Regions from separate parts of the Zea mays genome. Here region 1 is linked to region 2. Evidence: chromatin contacts called from public Hi-C data. All regions are on one chromosome and are shown on one strand. The core of a region is the stretch at or near the end of the contact, and the rest is flanking DNA. Distances in the headings are between cores, read along the strand shown.

What was found. Hi-C and Micro-C count contacts between places; a contact is called where the count stands out from the background.
Region 1: a contact with region 2 is called in a Hi-C map of ear, with 1.4 times the contacts expected there. The contact joins the promoter of LOC100273543 here to the promoter of LOC100191952 in region 2. A contact is called at or near these places in 2 of 25 Hi-C or Micro-C datasets (bundle sheath and ear).

The regions. Positions count from the first base shown.
Region 1 is chr7:8,850,159-8,854,284 of Zm-B73-REFERENCE-NAM-5.0, reverse strand. LOC100273543 (Folate-biopterin transporter 1 chloroplastic) reads right to left here and starts at 2,296. Exons shown (of 9, transcript NM_001147961.1): 1 at 2,083-2,296; 2 at 564-826; 3 at 353-417; 4 at 110-272. The coding sequence starts at 2,200. LOC109940949 reads left to right here and starts at 2,549. Exons shown (of 3, transcript XM_020541347.1): 1 at 2,549-2,898; 2 at 2,973-3,165; 3 at 3,250-3,626. The coding sequence starts at 2,786. The coding sequence ends at 3,546.
Region 2 is chr7:8,488,587-8,492,386 of Zm-B73-REFERENCE-NAM-5.0, reverse strand. It overlaps LOC100191952, which reads left to right and starts at 2,359. Exons shown (of 8, transcript NM_001137376.1): 1 at 2,359-2,484; 2 at 2,676-2,961; 3 at 3,051-3,112; 4 at 3,315-3,782. The coding sequence starts at 2,694.

The sequences.
Region 1 (4,126 bases), core at 1,047-3,546, 360 kb before region 2:
ACAACTAAATAAGTGTAACAGAGAAGATCTAATACTATTGATCATCAGCATAAAGGATAGACCAAAGATAATTCGAGAGTAGAATATTGAGTTTGCAGCTTGCACTTACAACATCTGAGAAGGCAACAGAAAGTGAGCCAAGAAGAATAGAGAATGCTGCGCTGTATTTACTGCTCACTACTGTGGCCATTAAGCTCCATGAAAGTGCTCCAAGTAACCCTGACAGAAAAAGATATGACCTTCTTCGATATCCAAAGAGTGGAATGGAATCACTGAAAGGTGAAAGTAAAGGATTCAAAATCAAGTGTACACCTACATCAGAAAGAATTAGATGTGGGAGGATTTGTGGGACCTGATAAAGCCATAGAGGGGCTTGATCAGCCACGGCAAGGACGAGAAACCAGATACCACTGCAGTCTGTATTGAAGAAACCAGCTTAGTCACTTAATAGCACCTATTAACTAAACAGTGGAAACATTACATCATGAAACAAGAACCAAGCTCTAAAATTCAAATACAAAGATGGTACGTGGAAGGCAAGAAAGCGAATGAGCAACACATACCTCAGCTGGATCTAGATGAAGATCATCTTTCAAGTAAAAGCTCACAGCAAGCCGTGCAAGACCTAAAACCCCTTGCACAAAATATACAATGGCAACTGCCATATTATCAGGGGACAGATCCACCCCAAACGCCGTGAAATATCTCGACCCCGGCTTGCTCATGCGCACATCATCTGTGCTAGGTTGCCGCCACTCCTCAGAGTGTCGTCTACTACTTGAATCACCCTTTGTCGAGCCCACTTGATACCTAGGCATGACATTCCCTACAATAGGTAACACCGTTTGAGACAATACTGACGCTGAGATAAGCAAAATTGGGACCACTAACTATTTAAGCAATGGATTGTGGTTTGAATTTTGAAAAAAAAAAACATGTGGCTAAGAGAAACATCCTACTAAGAGGGTGTTTAAATGCACTAAAACTAATAGTTAGCTGCTAAAATTAGTTGAGACAATCAAACAGTCTAGCTAATAGTTCAGTTATTAGCTACTTTTAGCAAATTAGCTAATAGTTAGCTAGCTATTTGTTAGCTAACTAATTCCACTAGCAATTTTTATCTAATTAACTATTAGCTCTAGTGCATTCAAACACTCCTTAAGAACATTGTTTGAATGTACTAGAGCTAATAGTTAGTCAGCTAAAAATTTGTTAGTAGAATTATCTAGCTAACAAATAGCTAGCTAGCTATTAGCTAATTTGCTAAAAGTAGCTAATAGCTGAACTATTAGCTAGACTGTTTAGATGTTTTTAGCTAATTTTAGCGGCTAATTATTAGGACCTGTTTAGTTCGCGTTTTACTGCCCCAGCGATTCACGTCGTATCCAGATCCCTTATTCGGTGTTTGGTTAGATGACTCCATAACAAATCACAGCGCGAGCAGTTAAGGCCATGTGGATCGAGGCGTAAGTGCACTACCCCTCCTCTGGTGCTGTTACTGCTTGATCCCATGGTGAATACCTATAGTTACCAAATAGATAGCGCTAATGCATGCAACGCAACAAATACCCGTGGGAGCTGATTGTATTACCGTTGGCGCTCCCTTGAATGAACCAAACACCACCTTAGCTCTAGTGCATTCAAACCGGGCCTAAAAGCTTTACTTAACTAGCTAGATTCCACTGTGCAGCATTTCAACGGCGACGTGGCCTTCACGTCCCAGCATAATCTTCTCTGTGCACCAATTCACTCAATATGGGGAATGACACCATGCACCGCTCACCCAGCTCCAATTTACAAAAATTGCAGCCAGCAGACAGCAGCTGCTGCTGCATTGCGCTAACTGACGATCCCAGTCGCACAACGCTAGCGGCCAGAAGACAGAACAGGCTACCTCCGCCAAGCAGGCTCTCCGCCACCCATTTCCTCTCCCCAATTCAGCTCGATCTCCTGTTCCACCACACGAAATCTAACGACACGCTGAAATCCCCCCCAGCGCGAGAACCCAAAGCCGCAAGCCCGTCCCAGATCCCAGGAAACCAGATGGCTACCAAGTCATAGAAGAGAGCGCCTCGAGCTCACCGCCGGGCCGGTGGTCGGAGGACGATGCGGCGACGCCACGGCCCTCGAGCTCGAGAGGGCGGCGGACTGCGGCCTCCTCGTCGTACGCGTCGCGTGCAGCCCACCCCACGGAGGCCATCCCGCGCTACCCAAAGCCCGCGGACCGCAGCGCGGTCTCCGGTGAGACCTTGAGAGGGCGCGGAGGTCGGAGGCGAGACAGTGCAGAGCACGGGCGATGGGCCGGAGATGTTGGAAGCAAGATTGGGCGCAGCGCAACGACCCCCCATGTTTCTCTCCCTGCCATATTGGGCCCACCAAACACACCCGTGACGCGCCCCCTTCCCCACGCTGATTTGTTGGACTGGTGGGACGAGCAGGGCAGAACAGTGTTTACCTATCTGATCAGTGGGACCATGCTAACAGTACTCTATCCTTTCCATTCACCACCCCGACTCCCCGAAAACCCCAACTTTTTTGCAATTTGGCCCTTTTCGGGTTTTTTTCCCACATTTATGCCCCTGGCAGTTTCATTTCAAAAAATGGACCCTTAGCTCGGCGCCGTCATCATTGGCGCCGAGCATGTGTGTGCCGGCGCCAATACTATTGGCGCTTATACGTCAGACGCCGGTGTGATCTGGATTGACGTGGCACGTACCTCGGCGCCATAGATCTTGGCGCCGAGGTAGGCGCCCGGTCAACGACGCCTACCTCGGCGCCAAGATCTATGGCGCCGAGGTACGTTCCTATAAATAGTACCCTACGTCTGGCTTGTTGCTGTGCTCATTTCAATTCTTCTAAACTAGAGATGTCTAGGCGTGGTAAATATGCTAAACAAAGGTAAGTTTTGGATCTGCCTCTTATTTTGTGAGTCTATTATATTTCTGATTGTTATAGAGTTTATGGAAATTTAGGAAGGGTCCTTTGACCGGAACTGCCTTCGACCCGCTGCCTTTGCCAAGTGGTGTTCCAGTGCCTATGTGTTTTTGTGGTGATCCTTGTAAGGTCGATAAGTCTGAAGATCATGACACCTATCGACAGAGGTATTGGATGTGTGCTAACTTTGCATTTGAGCCAACTGTTGTTCAACGTCGGATGAATTTAATGGTGAGAATAGTCTTGTAATATGTTTACATTTGTGAATGTTTTTGTAAATGTTTTTTTGCGTACTAATAATTGCACATTTTGTAGACTCCTCCACCGCTATGTGATTTTGAGCAGTGGATTGACACCGAAATATCAGAGAAAGATAAGAAGTGGCTGGAGAATCTTCAAAAGTGGGATGCAGAGGACAAAGAGAGGATGAAAAAAAGACGAGAGGAGCTTGCTGCCGAGCAACAACGTGAAGACGAAGAGAAAATGAGGCGTGTTGCTGAATGCAGGGAAGATAAGGAGAAGAAGCTTGAGCGTGCACGTCGTGCAAAGGAAGCAATGGAGGAGAACCCTGATGCATTTCGCAAAGGCAAATGGCCCCGTTGTACTCAGTAGTATTGGTGTTTTATTTGAAGTTATGTAATAATGAACTTATTATTCGGTAATATGTATTGTCGAACAATGATATTTCGTAATGAATTACCTTCAAATTGATGAAAAATTACATAAATACATAATTGATGAAAAGTAGATTTAAAGCAATTCTTGAAGGCGACTTGAAGCAATTGAAATAGATAACCAACACGCTAAAAGCAATTGATACATAAGAGTTTTCTAGTAGTGCTCCCACATTCCAAATTGAGTTGAGCCTTCCCCATAGTATCCTCCCATTGTTGGTGTCTGCTGTGGGTGCGGTGGAGACGACGGAGGACCAACATTCTTGTTGTGACAAGGGCAGCAACAATATGGATCTGGGCATACTTGCACCTGTGAAGCACCACCATTGTTTGTGTCTCTTTCTTCCTCATCATTTTTGTTGCTTACTTCTCTCTCTAGATCAAATATCCTATTCTGTAGGTAGGATATGTATTCCGCATGAGGAAAAATTGGACGAGGATCTACCCAACGAGTGAACCCACAATTCTCCTTGACCAATGAATGCTGCATAAATGTTTATAGTTAGTTTCACTGAACA
Region 2 (3,800 bases), core at 1,110-3,609:
TGTTTTACCGACTGTTTCCTTCGTTTACTGGATTTGTGTCTCGGAATTTTCCGGAATTGTGTCTTAGAATTTTTTTTCAGAATTTTCCAGCATGTGATTTTTTCGGATCGCCTGTACGCCTCTGGATAAGGATTACTTTTTTTTGTATTTTTTGGACGCCTTAAGATTTTTTTGGGATAGATGGTGTTGGAAGGCAGTGAAAAAACTCTTTATGTGAGGAAAAAATATTTCATGAGTAACCATGCCATGTCAGCTAAATCGAGTGGATATTGTGAATTGTGAACGTTGAGTCTGTGAACTTGTGATCTTTATGAACTTTTTATACTGTGAACTTGTTATATTATAAACTTGTGATCTTTGTAAACTTTTTATATTATAAATTTGTGATCCATGTGAACTTGTTATATCATGAATTGTGAACTTGTGGTTTTTGTGATTTTTTGTCAACTTTGTTGTATTGTGAAGTTTGATATGTTTACCGATCGTATTTTAGATTTCGACCGTTACCGGTGTATTTTCCGCACCGAACTTTCGTTTCCGATGTTTCCGAAATACCGATAACGTTTTTGTTTCCGGAGTTACCGTTTTCGATTTTGTTTCCGATAAAAAATATGAAAACGATAATGGTTTTAGCGTTTACCGACCGTTTTCATCCCTAAACACATATCACAATTCAGAAGGCTCTCATATAATAACAAAATCATCAATATTATAGCTAAAAGCAGATTGACCGTTACAAAAACAGTCCCTCAAACGGCCATAACCGTGCCTACCCTTTAATCGTGTCGCGCCCATGCCTGCACTGCGGGCCAGACGGCCGGCCCAAGCCCAGCCCGGCTATCGGGCCAGGCCGACCCAGGCACGCTTCTAGTCGGGCCGGGCCAGACCGTCCTTGTGCCGGGACACGAGCCCACTGTCGTGTCGACCTATTTGACATGTATACTCGACATCGACATATTTTACCGTTTATTAAATAGCCATCGAGCATGAGACAACAAGGAAAGCAAATTAAATTTTATTGTTGGTGTTTGAATTCTTTATGAGGAAATGTTATTTTCAGTCCATGAACAGTAACCATTATATCCTAATTAATCCAACAGTGTACGTATCAGTACTATGCTGCTTCTTTTTCTTCACTTTCGGGATGCTCTCCTGCCTATTGCCCTCCTGCCGCCGTCAGTGCCGTGCGTAGCAATTAGAGGCCATGTAAACAATGTGTAACAAAGATCTAGAATTTATAACACAATTAGATGAGTGCTTGTACCTTGCAACAGGAATATATAATTCCCTAATAACTTATGTACAAATGTGTAACTTATATACAAATGTCTATTATACTGTTATGATATGAGAAAAAAGTTTCGTAATTTATTTGTAATCCTAGCTATACATAAATTTTGTTATTTTGATCTAGTTCGGTGTTATGGTCTACACTATTGGCTTAACAAATAGTAGAGATATAAGCAAATCACACTTCCACGCAATAATAAAGTTTCAATGTATGTTTATTGCATCAATTTATACTTATCTTAGTGATCTTAGCGTCTAAGCATAAGCAAGATAAACAATTCCTTAGCTTGTCTAGTATTTTTCTTTTTCACTTAAATAAAAACTTTGTTAATTAGTGTTAAATAGAGATTTGGCGATAGTAGTTTTTGAGGCTCTAAACAGTCGCATATCTAGGCCTGGCGATCGTTCCTGACAGCTTACTCACCGCCTCTGTAGACTGTCTCTAGCATCCGCAACTCCATCAACTTAAGGTTATGACTAGCATATCACTTATATGCTCGTACAAAACAATATTGTATACTGCAATTTGCATTGTCTATAGATTAAAATTTGAAATAAGAGATGCAATACAAGATAGAGGTGTCATAGGAGGTTAGGCGAGTAAGCTTAGATAACTTAAGGCCACATTCCGGCAGCACCTACAACTACAAGTAACCCCCTCCCAAACACGAAGATGTTCTATGATTGAGTATTTTTACAAAAGTTTCAAATTGCGAGAATTTTCCGTGCTTAATGAAATATATAGAAAAATGTTCCATATATTTATTCGCAATGCGCTAAAAATACTGTTGTTTCACTTATTTGAAACCAATGCTTCCAAAGATGGTGTCCATGGAGAATAAGTACCAAATTAGGGCAGTGAGTAAAAGGTGAGAGAAAAAAAAAAGAAACTAAAAAAACGTGGAAAAACTCTCCTATTAGGCCCGTTAACCCGTCACATGCGTACAGGGACAGGGCTACAGACCGGGCCGGCGCGTCTCAAAGAAGGCCCGTTAAAGGCCCAACCACAACCAACGAGGCGGAAATATATACTGCAAAGTAACCCTAAACCCTCCTCCCTTTCTGCTGCCCAGCCGCCGTCCGTCCGCGCTTCACTATCCTTCATTCCCTCCCCTGTCAGCGACGACTGGGTAGGCTACCGCCGCCGCCCTACGCTAGGTGCCCATCTCTTCGCCGGCGAAGAGCGCCCACCAAGTATTCCCTCCCACGCCCTCCTCTCCCCTGTCTGCGTTGCGAAACCGAGTTCCCACACTCTAACCTCAAGCTATTTGGCTGTCTTATGTCTACTAAACCCCTAGCTTCTTCGCGAGGAGATATGGACTTTACTAGATCCGCAACCTGGGCTGGACGATCTGACGCCATGTATGCTGTTTCGACCGTTTCAGGCTCCGGCCAAGGGCGTGATGGCGGCTGTAGGCAGCTTGAAGCCGGGGATGGAGACTCTTCATGTGCAGGACTACAAGGACGCGCCTCCGGCCAAGGCCGCGGTAGAGAGCCTCCAGCCGGCGATGGAGAGTCTGCATGTGCAGGATTACAAGGACGCGCCTCCGGCCAAGGGCGTGGCCGCCGCCGCCGTAGGGAGCTTGCAGCCGGGGGCGGAGAACCTGCAGGTGCAGGACTACAAGGACGGTAACATGTATTATGGTGCTTACCCGGCTTATGCCTATGGAGGTAATGATCTGTTTGGTTCGTTTCTTGAGTGTTTGGTGCTTGAATTTCTATGGACAGTTCGTTCAACGTTCTTTTTTTATAATCTGCAGCCTATGGTGGCTGGGGGGAGTACCCATACCTGAGCCATGATGGAGCACAGACACCAACTGCTGTCAGTGATTCTCCTTTCTTTGTTTGATATGTGTTCAGATAATAGTATCTTTATTTTCGTTTATTGCAACCTGGAGATTGTATTCATTCGAATAATAATTATTCTCATCTTCACCCATACTAAATGTTACTTCTTGATTTCCATGTGCTTTGAGCGTATTTTGATTGGTTGAAAATAAATTCTTTATTCATGTATTGTTCAGGGTACCTATGCTGACATGTACTATGGCTATGCTCCATATGGTGTTGCAACCATGGGGCATGATGGTCAGATTTATGGGTCTCAGAATTACCAGTACCCGTCGACATACACCAAGCAACAGAACTCTACTGCCAAGCTGTCATCCAATGGTATAAGTGAGAAATTGACTCCAGCGCCGCAAACGGATGTATCTACTATTGGTGTGGATGAGGTGAAAGGTTTGAAAAATTCAAATTCGGTGCTGAAGACAGACCGGAACATGCCAGGTTCCAATGGTTCATATGGCCGGTCTAGTGTGCGTTCTGGCAGCTATCAGAACCAGACTAGTTGGTCACACTATCCATATTATAGTAGTGAGATGTTCTCTGACAAGCAGCAAAAGTTCACCGGCAACCACAATTCGACTTCCAACCCTAAAACCAAGGGGCAGTCGAGGAATCAAAACACGAGGCAGTATCCTCATCTCATGGTAGGCTTTTCTGCTCTT